Regions from separate parts of the Anolis sagrei genome. Here all the other regions are linked to region 2. The links are chromatin contacts, called in public Hi-C maps. All regions are on one chromosome and are shown on one strand. The core of a region is the stretch at or near the end of the contact, and the rest is flanking DNA. Distances in the headings are between cores, read along the strand shown.

Region 1 (4,190 bases), core at 296-2,795, 170 kb before region 2:
ATTTCCCTGCAACCTATACCAAATGATATCCCTCCTTACTTCCCCTGTGTTCATTTTCTTTGATTGTATTCCTGGATGGGGTGGCATCCATTTATATAGATTTTTTGAAGTCATTTGGTTCAAAAACACCCTGTAAGGCCTCTTCTACACTGCCATACACCATTCAGATTATCAGTTTTGAATGGGATTATATTTATTTATTTATTTATTTATTTATGATATTTCTATCTCGCCTTTCTTAAAATCGAAGGTGACTCAAGGCGGCCTACAACCAGGCAGCCATTCAATGCCTTAACAATATACACTTAAAAACATTTAAAACAAAATTAAAAACCATATAAAGAGCTTTGAGTATATGGCAGTGTAAACTCATAAAATCCAGTTCAAAGCAGATACTGTGGATAATCTGCTTTGATAATCTGGATTATATGGCAGTGCAGAAGAGGCTTCCAGACAGGCCCAAATGTGGGACTTGTCTCACTTTTACCTGAGGCATCCAAATGATGCTTTAGGTAAACGCAAATAAATCCAGAGAAAACCGGGATTTCCCAGTTTGGATTGCTGTGAGATTTCTGGGCTGTATGGCCATGTGCCAGAAGCTTCTGGAACATGGCCATACAGCCCAGAAAATTCACAGCAACTCAGTGATTCCAGCCATGAAAGCCCTTGACAACACGTTTCCCAGTTTGCTCCGGTCTGGGTCTTTCCAGGTGAGGGCTTCACAGTCCAGGAGTCAATCCCCACAGCCATCTCGGTTCTTTGGGAATGCCCGCCCCCAGCCCCTCACCCCCCCCCCAAAGTTACCCAAGGAGCCTGCTGGCATTGCAGCCCCCTCTGAAGAGTCCTCTTGACACACAAAAATGACATGACCCAAGCACAAATCTAAAAGTGGAGGGAAAACGACTTTAAAAATTTCGCAAAGACTTGAACAGTCATATTGTGAATCCTTAGGTTTGTCCACATTCAAAGAGGACACATCATCTCCCCAGACACTCTTCCAAGGGCCCTTCCACACAGCCCTATAGCACAGAATATTGAGGCAGAAAATCCCACAATATCTGCTTTGAACTGGGATATCTGAGTCCACACTCAGATAATGTCGGATTTTCTGCCTTAATATTCTGGGATATAGGGCTATGTGGAAGGACCTCCAGTGTCCAAGGCTAGAAAAAAAATAGCTATTGGCTACAGTGCCTAAAATCCCCAGCTACTATGGCCAGTGAGTGTACTAGCGGATTCTTGAAACTGTAGTACCCCCAAATTGTTTTTCAAGACTGTGCTCCTAACATGATTTGTGAAGGAATGACGGACAGAGGGCTGCCCCCTGCCCTTAGCCCCACCCCCCACTGCCCACCACTTATATGGAAAGCACCATCCGCCCAAGTCTATCTTTACTAGAGAAGCTAAGTCACTCCAGTCATACGCTCTGCTCTTCTCAGCTTGGTTCAAGGAATGTGACACATCAGACAGCAGCTGGTACTTGAGAGGAGGAGGAGGAGGAGGAGAGGGGAAGACTGCGCAGAGGGTGGGGCTCATTTGCCCTGAGGTCCCTCAAAAGCATGGTTGTGAGGGGGGAGTCTGTGGTTTGAAGATCTATTAAGAATTAGTAAAAATTTCTGGAGCTACAGGTTTGGGAAGCAGGTGGTGAGAGGCAAACTGAGAAGGCTGAACTCTCTGCAAAGTGTCTGACTCCCTGCCTTGATGTGTTGGGATGGGCTGGCTGCAACCTGAGACCAGCCTAAAAATAGTCTCCTGCCTGGCAGAGGAATGACCTTCTGGGACTTTGTCCGGCTTGGGTGGGCAGGCACCTGGAGCCACGTCAATGCCCCCTGGCAGGTACCCAGCAGCCAGGGGGTCATGCGCACGCACGCACACACAGAGGGTGAACATCAAGCAAGGGGAACGGCTGCTGGGGGCTTGGCTGGGCCCTACGGGACTGGTAAGATCACTGAGTCCTAGGCGAGGGGCTCGGATGGAATAGGGCTGCAAGAATCCAGGAGACGAGTGTGAGAGCAACCTAAGTTCTCTGGTGCCCAAGAAGCCATGCAGAAAAACCTGGGAGAAAGCAACCGGAGTCGGGCCAATGAAGAGTCTGGGGGGACAGGAGGACGAGGCCTGGGGAGAGCCCCACCAAGCCCGGCCATCCCTCCAAAGAGAGCCAAAGTCACAGCGGAACAAGAAGGGCCTGCTGAGGCCCCAGTGTTCTTGCAGGAACTGAAGGATGTAGCGGTGAGCATTGGCCACGATGCCCTGCTGAAGGTGGTTGTCATCGGGAACCCCCGGCCACACCTGAGCTGGTACAAGGAGAATGTACTGATTGACCCCACCAAGGAGAAAGACAAGGAAGAGGAGGATGAGGATGAATATGGCTGCCTTCGGATCTGCAACAGTAAAGTGGATGATGCTGGGATCTACAGGTGTGTGGCCAAGAACCGCCATGGTGAGGCAGCCAGCAGTGCCACAGTGACAGTCACAGACATGGAAGGTATGGGTAAATTGTGTGTGTGTTGGGGGGATTGGGCAGGCGCCATGACAGAGCAGATATTCTGTGGGCATGTGCATTTCTTGTATAGCAAACTCTATGCCAGAAACTACCAATGGAGTCCTTGGATAGGAACAATAACCACTGTTCTTTCCTAAGTCTTCAGATTCCAATTATGTCTAAGTGTCTGTCCGCACTGTATAGTTATAGCAGTTTGATCCCATTGTAACTGCCATGGCTCCGTTCTATAGAATACTGGGTTGTTTGACGAGAAACTTCAATTTATGCATTCCCCTGAACTGTAGCACCAGAGCTTTCCAAGCTCCTCCCCAAATTAGAAACTGAGGATTCCATAGGAGGGAACCATGGCGGTTAAAGTGGTATCACAGTGCTTTGATAGTATAGTGTAAAGATGCACCCTAGGACTTGGCAGAATCAAATAAAATCCAAGATTCTGCTGCGGATGAGATCCCCTTGTCCTACCAGTGTGTAGCCCTTAGAATGGTAAAATAATGACAAAATGCCTCTGAATGTGTCGAGTTCATTTCTCACAACAGTCAGCAAACATATGCAGCATTAGTTGAAGATTTCTAGTTACAAATTATTGGTTCTGAAGCTAGCTTGAACCCTTGGATTTTTGTCCTGAAACCAATTGCTGTCACTGAGCACATCTTTGTCGCGAGTAAAAACATGATGGGGCGTAACAGGGGTTTCTGTGGGTTGTAATGGAGGCTGGTTTACATGTATAGGTAAAGAAAGTTTCTTTCTGGACTATAAATCCCAGAATTCCATTCAAAGTGACAGATTCTGGTATCTGCAGACCAATGTAACTTTCTCCATCTCTACACTGGTCCCCCACAAATGTGGGAATTTTTGTATTGTCGAAGGCTTTCATGGCTGGAATCACTGGGTTGCTGTGGGCTTTTCGGGCTATATGACCATGTTCTGGGATTTTTTTGTTTGTCCAGAACTTGGAATGGGGATGAGGTCATCCATGGTGGGATGGGCAACTAGAAGCCGAATATTTATTATTCCAGAATTATGGCCTGTTTTTTGAATCGGCGTACAGTTTTCAATGGATAGGGTGTGAATTAACCACAAAGAATAGTATCTATGTACATGTCCAAAATGACACCCTAATATCATTGAATTGCCACAGCCTTCCCTCATAAACCTTGGATTTGGCCAAAAGGATTCAAACCCTGGTAGTGGGAATATTCCATTTTGCAATTAGGCACTCCCTACCCGTCATCAGAGTCCTTTGAAATCTGACAAGAGGATTACATGTGTGGCACAGATAGCACCAAAGAGCATGTTTTCCTGCAACAGACACCTGGCAGACATTAGGGGCCCTGGGGCCGAGGCACATCCTATCCACCCCTCACATGAGCACAGCAATCCTTACCATCTGAAAGATGAGCCCTTTCAGGAAATTAAACTGCCTCGCCCCCAGCCACATAGGTCAGCTCTCTCACTATCCTCTGAATCATTTTCCCCTCCCTCTTGTTCCTTGCTTAGACTTAAAGGCGATCTGTAGTTAGTGGCTGGGCCAAGTGATGAAAACTGCTCAACCAACCAAGAGATCCTTGGTTACCTTCAGAACTGCTTTTATTACAGGCATGGGGATGTGGCAGTGATTTGAGGCTCTATCACACAAAATTGTTATAGTGCCACCATCCCACTTTAACTTCCATGGCAACATCCTGTG
Region 2 (4,234 bases), core at 835-3,334:
ATCAGGCTGAGATAGGTGTCCTATGCCCGGGGAAGAATGAGTTTAAGATATGCTAGTCCTCCTCCTCTAGGTTACACAGATGAGACTTTAAAAGTTTTTTAAAGGAGAGGAGAAAGGGGGCCATTTTTAGTTCTTTGGGGAGCGAGTTCCAGAGGCGGGGAGCAGCCACGGAGAAGGCCTCTTTTCTTGTTCCCTCCAGCCATACCTGAGACGGGGGTGGGACCGAGAGCAGGACCTCCTACATGGACTGCTGAGCTCATGCTGGTTTGTATGCAGAGATGCAGTTTTTCAAATAGTCTGAGCCTGAACTGTCAGTGCTTTGGTGTACCACTATCATTAAATAAACAAGAAGGAATTTTGCTTTTCAACCCATTGGACTATCTCATTAAGTCATGCCCCAGCTAGGGGTAAAAAAAAAAAAAAAAACCTTTAGAAAACCTCTGGTGCAAATACAAGAAAAAATTGGAAAGAAAACCTCCTCCTGAAAAAATACAATGGAATCATTCAGAGGTCAAACCATAGGATCTACACCAGGCATAAGCAAACTTGGGCCCTCCAGGTGTTTTGGACTTCAACTCCCACAATTCCTAATGGCCGGTAGGCTATTAAGAATTGTGGGAGTTGAAATCCAAAATACCTGGAGGGCTAAAGTTTGCCCATGCCTGAGCTACACCATGAGAGCTCTCGTATTTTTAGTGTAATCAGGAAGAGCCCACAGGAAAAACATACTAACTTCCTGCTCTTCTGAACTTGCTTTCCTTTATAATCTCAAAAAGATGTAACATGTAGACTTATTTTCTCTAGAAGATGTTCCTCCTTATCTGAGGTCTATATAACCAGCACAGAATGTCACCAGAGATTGTTTGTTATTTAAGAGGATGTTGACAGGGTCTGGCAACCACAACTTCTTGTTGTTGGCTCTGAGCATATACTATTGCGGTCACAGTATTTCCAGGGTAATACTTGAGAGTTGACATGTAGTCAGTGGCGGCCATCTCTCCCTGATATCCCAGCATGCAACTTTATGACGGTCAAGAAATACCTTTGAATGCTAGAGTGTTAGCTTCCAGAAACAGAACATGGTGACTAGAGAGAAAAGGCTATTTCTAAATGCATGCTTGATTGCAAAACAATCTAACAGACTAGATGTCAGGGGAAACCTTTACCTTTACCTATGAGATTAAAAAACTATAGCAGAACGTGCTATAGTTTAATAAACCTTTTCAATGTTTTATGATAGAAACAATTAGGAAATGACATTTATAACCCAGGAACAAAACTCGTGTTACACATTTATTTATTTATCGTGTCAGGAGCAAGCCAAACAGTTGTATTGCATTTTTAAACAAACAAACAAAACACAAAGTTTGCAAGCTTGGTAGTTGATTAAATGTCCTTTGACCAGTAGCTGACCACTTGGAGTGCCTCTGGTGTTACTATAAGAAGGTCCTCCATTGTGCATGCTGGGCACCTCTTTGATTGCCATGGCTCAATTTTGTGGAAATCTGGGATTTGTTGTGTAGTGAAACACCAGTATTAAGATCTGGCAAAACTACCACTCCCATGACTCCATAGCAGTGAGCCCTAAACTCAAAGGGGTGTCAAATTGCATTGAATCTATACTGAAGCACCTTTAGAGAGGAGTCTGGACTTTGCCTCCATTCCCTTGGCAATGCCTCCCCCTAGAGGTTCTAGGCGGCATTGCAGGATCCCACCCTCGCAGCAAAGCCGGCTGCTATGGAGGAGATATAAATACTTTCCCTTCCTGGGCATTGCTGGGATCTATTGAGGCTCCTCTGTGACTGGTCCACGTTGCAGGAGGCGCAGAAGAGAGGGAGCAGCAGCAGAGAGAAACGCCACCACTTTTGAATGACATGACTCAATGCTCTGGGGTCGTGGGAGGTGTAGTTTCACAAGGACTTGGAGCCTTCTGTGCCAAAGAGGGCTGGTGCCTCTCCAAACACATAAGATTCCATAGCATTGAGCCATGGCTGGTAAAATGGGGCCACGCTGCATTTATTCTGCAATATAGATGCACTTCCCCTCGGATTGGCCAGGAGAGGTTTGGCCAAGAGAGGCGCTGTCCCGCCCCGTGACCCGGGCGTTTTGGCGTGACGTGGCGTTTCCACGTGTTCGGAAGTAGGGCTCGCCATTCAAGTGGAGCTGAGCGAGGACATCGGGGGCTCTCTCGTGGCTGCTTTTCCCCGCATCATCTTTGCTCACAACAGAGATGCTGAAAGCCGTCATCCTCATCGGGGGACCCCAGAAAGGTAAGACCCACCTCCACGCCTCCTAATTTTTCTCTTCCTAAACCTGTCCCAGGGAGTCTCCTGCCCTTCAACCGCCCCATAAGCCATTGCCCCACCAGTCCAGGATCAACAGTATAGGTAAAGGTTTCCTTCCCCCTGACATTAAGTCCAGTCGTGTCCGACTCTGGGGGTTGGTGCTCGTCTCCATTTCTAAGCTGAAGAGCCGGCATTGTCCGTAGACGCCTCCAAGGTCATGTGGCCGGCATGACTGCATGGAGTGCCATTCCCTTCCTGCAGAAGTGGTACCTATTGATCTATTCACATTTGCATGTTTTTGAACTGCTAGGTTGGCAGAAGCTGGGGCTAACAGCGGGAGCTCACCCCACTCCCAGGATTCGAACCTGCGACCTTTCGATCAACAAGTTCAGCTGCGCCACCGGTGACTCCCTAACAGTATATATTTTTAGAATATTGCTGCTTCTTCTTAACCTTGGGTGAATCTACACTGTAGACACTCCTTGAACTCAATGCTATGGAATTGTGGGATTTGCGGTATTATTATTATTAAACTTTATTTGTACCCCGCTACTATCTCCCCAAGGGACTCGGTGCGGCTTACATGAGGCCGAGCCCACAATACAACAATAAAACATAGCAACAGTAATACAATAATAAATAAACTCATAAACAGAAAATAGCAATAAACATTAACAATAACACAATGACGTTGTTTAACCCCTGCCACATCAAATTACAACTCCCATGATGATGATGATAATAATAATAACTTTATTTTTGTATCCCACCGTCAAGCCAAAGAGACTCAGGAAGGCTTACATGGGGATTAAGTCCAGGAAAACAGAGATTAAAATATAACACAGTAAAATTAGAAATACAAACATCATAAAAACATAAATATCAACAACGACCAATAGCCTAATATAGTGACCACATATTGAGCTAAGGAGTGAGGCAGGGGCTTGTGCAAAACAGTTGCAAGGACAGGGCTGATAGAAACATACAGGAGTCAATTAGAAGAAGAAGAACTCTATTTTTCAACCCCGTCTCCATCTCCCAAGTCCGGCTTACATGGGGCCCAAGCCCAAGGCAGAATACAATTAAAAGCAAAGCAATAACAATTAAGACAGCATAAAACAGCGTAAAACAACATAACAATTATATTATGTATTTAAAAACTCTAAAATTACAACAGCAAAACAACAGAGAAGAAACAAATAAGGACATCTAATCACCTCTCAACAAAAGATTGCCCCAGGCACTGCCAGGCCATCAAATGCTAATCAAGGTGGTCAGTTGAAACATTTACACCTAGCTCCAACAGACAAGAGTCTTTTGTCCCACCCTGGTCATTCCACAGATATATGAAACCATTTTCCTAGTTCCAACAAACCTCACTACCTCTGAGGATACTTGCCATAGACGCAGGCGAAACGTCAGGAGAGAATGCCTCTACAACATGGCCATATAGCCCGAAAAAACCTACAACAACCCAATAACAATAATAGTTAGCAACAACAATAATAGCAGACTAATTTTGGAGGGGGGAGGGGGACCATTTCATGAACTAGTTAAAGGATAAGTGGTTTAGTAAGGTGGATAACAATGTAAACATTTTATTTATTTATTTATTTGGAACATTTATACCCCGTCCTTCTCAACCTCCGAAGAGGGATTCAGGACGGCTTCCAACAGGCAACTATTTGATGCCAACACAATATAATAACATAATGTAAAATACAATTATCGTACGTTTAAAACAGTTGTAAATATACATTAAAACAGTTTGCCGGTTCAAATCGTCATCCAAATTACTCCATTGCGGTCCACTAAAACCTTATCTTCTAAGTCAGTCTATTCTGCAAACGCTTGATCCCGCAGCCAGGATCTGAGTTTCTTCCGGAAGGTCAGGAGGAATGGGACAGATCTAATCTCATTAGGGAGGGAGATCCACAGCCAAGGGGCCA
Region 3 (4,453 bases), core at 1,290-3,789, 230 kb before region 2:
TTGTGGTAATTGGAATCCAAAACACCTGGAGGGCTGAAGTTTGCTCATGTCTGATCTATAGGTTTGTTCTTAAGTTGAATTTGTTTGTAAGTCAGTACAGGTACATTTTAAGTGTAACTCTATACACACACATACTGAATATTAGCTTTGGATAATATAAGGAAGGGTTAACACCCCTGTATGTATGTCTACACACACAGAGTATATTAGCTTTAGATCAGTGATTCTCAACCTGTGGGTCCCCCAGTGTTTTGGCCTACAACTCCCAGAAATCCCAGCCAGTTTACCAGCTGTTTGGATTTCTGGGAGTTGAAGGCCAAAACATCTGGGGACCCACAGGTTGAGAACCACTGCTTTACATAATATAATAAACGGCTAACACCCCTTTTCTGTCTTGTGCCCTGTTCAGAAGATTTCACCTCCCTTTCTGTCCCTGTGATAATTGCATTTTGAAAAAACTGGGTTGTGGTCTCAGACTCCTTCCACACAGCTGTATAGAATCCACACTGAACTGGATTATATGGCAGTGTGGACTCAGATAACCCGGTTCAAAGCAGATATTGTGGATTATACGTGTGAAAAAGATCTTGGGAGTCCTCATGGACAACAAGTTAAGCATGAGCCAACAATGTGGTGGCAAAGAAAGCCAATGGGATTTTGGCGTGCATGAATAAGAGTCCAGTGTCTAGATCCAGGGAAGTCATGCTACCCCTCTATTCTATTCTGCCTTGGTCAGACCACACCTGGAATCACACTGTGTCCAATTCTTGGCACCACAATTGAAGGGAGATGTCGACAAGCTGGAATGTGTCCAGAGGAGGGTGACTAAAATGATCAAGGGTCTGGAGAACAAGCCCTATGAGGAGCAGCTTAAAGAGCTGGGCATGTTTAGCCTGAAGAAGAGAAGGCTGAGAGGAGACAGGATAGCCATGTATAAATACGTGAGAGGAAGTCATAGGGAGGAGGGAGCAAGCTTGTTTTCTGTTGCCCTGGAGACTAGTAGGTAAAGGTTTCCCCCTGATATTAAGTCCAGTCGTGTCTGACTCTGGGGGGCTGTGCTCATTTCCATTTCTAGCGTTGTCCATAGACGCCTCCAAGGTCATGTGGCCAGCACCGGAACTGTGGCGCAGCTGGCTGTGAGTCAGCTAAATTAAGATTACCATTGACTGAAAGGTCATGAGTTCAAAGCCAGCTCAGGTCGCAGTGAGGGTCCGACCAATATGTGTAGCCTGCTGTTGACCTTTGCAGCCCAAAAGACCGTTGCATCTGCCAAGTAGGAAATGTAGGTATTGCTTATGCGGGGAGGCAAATTTAACTAATTTACGAGGTCATAAAAATCTCCAGCAAGCATGCAAAGAATGAGGAAGTACTTCATCAGTGTCACAAACGGTCGGTGAAGGAACGGCTCCTCTGGTGGCCAAAATACCCTCAAGAAAAGCTGGAATGTTAAATTGCCTCTGTGTGTCTGTCTATATATGTTGTGTGTCTATGGCATTGAATGTTTGCCATGTATATGTACATTATAATCCGCCCTAAGCCCCCTGCAGGGTGGAAGGCAGAATATAAATACTGTAAATAAATAAATAACCTTCCCGCTGCAGCGTTACCTATTGATCTATTTGCATTTGCATGTTTTTGAACTGTTAGGTTGGCAGAAGCTGGTGCTAAGAGCAGGAGCTCATGTTGCACCCTGGATTAGAATCTGCAACCTTGCGGTCAGCAAGTTCAACAGCTTGGTGCTTTAACCCACTGTGCCACCGGGAGACTAGACAAAGAAAAATGACTTCAAACTACAAGAAAGGAGATTCCCCCTGAACATGAGGAAGAACTTCCTGACTGTGAGAGCTGTTCAGCAGTGGAACTCTCTGCCCCGGAGTGTGGTGGAGGCTCCTTCTTTGGAAGCTTTGAAACAGAGGGTGGATGGCCATCTGTCCGGGGAGCTTTGAATGTGATTTTCCTGCTTCTTGGCAGGGGGTTGGACTGAATAGCCCACGAGGTCTCTTCCAACTCTAGGAGTCTATGATCTGCCTTGCTATTCTGGGTTTTAGGCCTGTGTGGATGGGCGGGAAGACTCTTACCATGGTAAGGGGAGGGACTCCGGTTCACAAACTTCAGCAGCTCCTGCGCCGCTGCCAGCACCGCCTGCTTGGAGCCTGCCTGGGGAGGGAGGAAGGAAGGAAGGAAGGAAGGAAAGAGAGCCGGATCAAAGCGGTGCAGGAGGGACACAGCTTGAACTGCCTGTTATGGCTGAGTGCGATGGAACCCTGGGAGCCAGCGCCTGCCAAGCCCCGCTCCCAGGATCCCAGAGTATTGGGGTCAAGCTGCATTCATTCCCGAAGGAGAACGCCCTCCGCCTCGCTTTCTACCTGCATGGCTTCCTGTGCTGAGCCCCGCACCGGGATCAAAGCAGCGCTGTTTGGGAATATAAACCGAAAGCGGCTCCTCCTCTTTGGAGCTGGAGAAGAAGGAGGAGGAGGACGGGGAAGGCCGCGGAGGCCCTTTCTCCTGCCCAGAAAGAGAAAGAGGAGGAGGAGACGGAGGAGGAGGAGGAGGAGGAGAGGGGAAGGAGGGCGGTCCTTTCGCCGGACACAGGCCCTGCTCCTCCTCCTCCACCCATAAGGCGCCCCCTTTGGACACACTCCTTTGGCACACTCATGCGTACACACCCCTTTGGCACTCGTCCCCCTTGTCTTCTCTCCCTCTTGGGAGGCAACACACCCATTGACCTGTGCGTTTACACCCCCCAAGCACAACAGGGGAGTTTAATAATAATAATAATAATAATAATAATAATAATAAAATAATAATAAAATAATTGACAAAGAAAAAACATGGCTGCGGCTCACGAATGGAACTCTGAAAAAAGAGACGGAGGGCCTGATTCTGGCAGCCCAAGAACAAGCCATTCCAACCAATGCCATCAAGGCCAGAACTGAAAAGTTGACAACAGATCCCAAGTGTTGACTGCAAGGAAGCAGATGAAACAATAGATCACATCCTCAGCTGCTGCAAGAAGATCGCACAGACAGACTACAAGCAGAGGCATAACACTGTTGCTCAGATGATCAATTGAAGCTTGTGCCACAAATGCCATCTGCCTGCGACAAAGAACGGGTGGTATCACAAGCCAGACTGTTGCAACCCAGATCAGGAAACGAGACCATAAGATTAAATCCACCACACTTGACTGTGGGAAAAAACAATCCTTTTTTATTGATGAAAAATGGTTACAAAATCGAGGAAAATGCAAAGTCAAAATGCCACAGTAAAACTCAGCAGTCAGGAATATCTCTGAACTAGATCAAAATTCCAAAAGCAACACTATGAAAACCTGGAACCTGTTAGCATTTCACTAACCGTACTTGGAAACTAGAAGCCTCTGGGAATGCAGGCCATGGGAAACGGGAACTCTGCCAAGGTAATGCCTCAGTCTAAACTATGCTTGATCTAACGAGACAGCCCGGGGGGAGACACTTAAAACTAAAGAAACTGTTTCAGGACACGCCTCCAGGCTTGGAAGCCTCCTTTTCCTTTAATCTACTTGACCTTCGCAAGCTCTGTGATTCACTCCTGTTTTTCCAAATCTGTACTCTTCTATCCTCATTAAAAAAGGCAGGTGTTCGCTCCTCTGGAGAGTTATCACTGCTTGATTCAGAAACAGTCTCATCAGGTTGTGTAGTTTCACTTTCCCAGCCACTGCCCTCAGAATCACCAGTTTCCAAACCATCAGGGAAAAATACATGTTCAGTAGCCTGTTCAGTTGCATCAGGAAATACAATCAAATAATCGGGTTCAAGTTCACACAGAGGCTGAGGGTCAGGCTCACATGGAGGCTGAGGGTCAGGTTCACACGGAGGCTGAACCCCAACACGGACAAAGTTACAGAGAATGAACACGCCAAACTCCTCTGGGACTTCCGGATTCAGACAGAGTTTTGGAGCATAATACTCCTGACCTAACAATTGTGTTAAAAAACAAAGTATGGATCATCAATGTCGCAATTCCCAGATGACAGCAGGATTGCAGAGAAACAACTGGAAAAGCTGACATGATATGAGGATTTAAAGATCAAACTGCAAAGACTATGGAACAAGCCAGTCAAGGTGGTCCTAGTGGTGATCAGCACACTGGGTGCAGTGCCTAAAGACCTTGGCCTGCACTTAAACACAATCAGCCCTGACAAAATTACCATCTGCCAGCTGCAGAAGGCCACCTTACTGGGATCTGCATGCATTATTCGCTGATAATGCATGGGAAGTGTCTGACATGTGATCCAATTCAACAGCCAGCAGAGTATCTGCTGTGGACTCATCTTGTGTTTCAAATAATAATAATAATAATAATAATAATAATAATAATAATAATAAACTTTATTTATACCCTGCCACCATCTCCAAGCAGGAGTCTCCAGGGCAGCAGAAAACAAGCTTGCTCCCTCCTCTCTATGACTTGT

The links. Hi-C and Micro-C count contacts between places; a contact is called where the count stands out from the background.
Region 1: a Hi-C map of mixed tissue shows a contact between it and region 2, with 10 times the contacts expected there. The contact joins the promoter of SPEG here to the promoter of GMPPA in region 2. A contact is called at or near these places in 2 of 2 Hi-C or Micro-C datasets (both in mixed tissue).
Region 3: a Hi-C map of mixed tissue shows a contact between it and region 2, with 3 times the contacts expected there. The contact joins the promoter of DNPEP here to the promoter of GMPPA in region 2. A contact is called at or near these places in 2 of 2 Hi-C or Micro-C datasets (both in mixed tissue).

What each region holds. Positions count from the first base shown.
Region 1 is chr1:230,634,040-230,638,229 of rAnoSag1.mat, forward strand. It overlaps SPEG (striated muscle enriched protein kinase), which reads left to right and starts at 1,546. Exons shown (of 41, transcript XM_067460842.1): 1 at 1,546-2,485. The coding sequence starts at 2,044.
Region 2 is chr1:230,807,814-230,812,047 of rAnoSag1.mat, forward strand. It overlaps GMPPA (GDP-mannose pyrophosphorylase A), which reads left to right and starts at 2,085. Exons shown (of 12, transcript XM_060772867.2): 1 at 2,085-2,270. The coding sequence starts at 2,231.
Region 3 is chr1:230,573,224-230,577,676 of rAnoSag1.mat, forward strand. It overlaps DNPEP (aspartyl aminopeptidase), which reads right to left and starts at 2,540. Exons shown (of 15, transcript XM_067460823.1): 1 at 2,367-2,540; 2 at 2,079-2,157. The coding sequence starts at 2,372.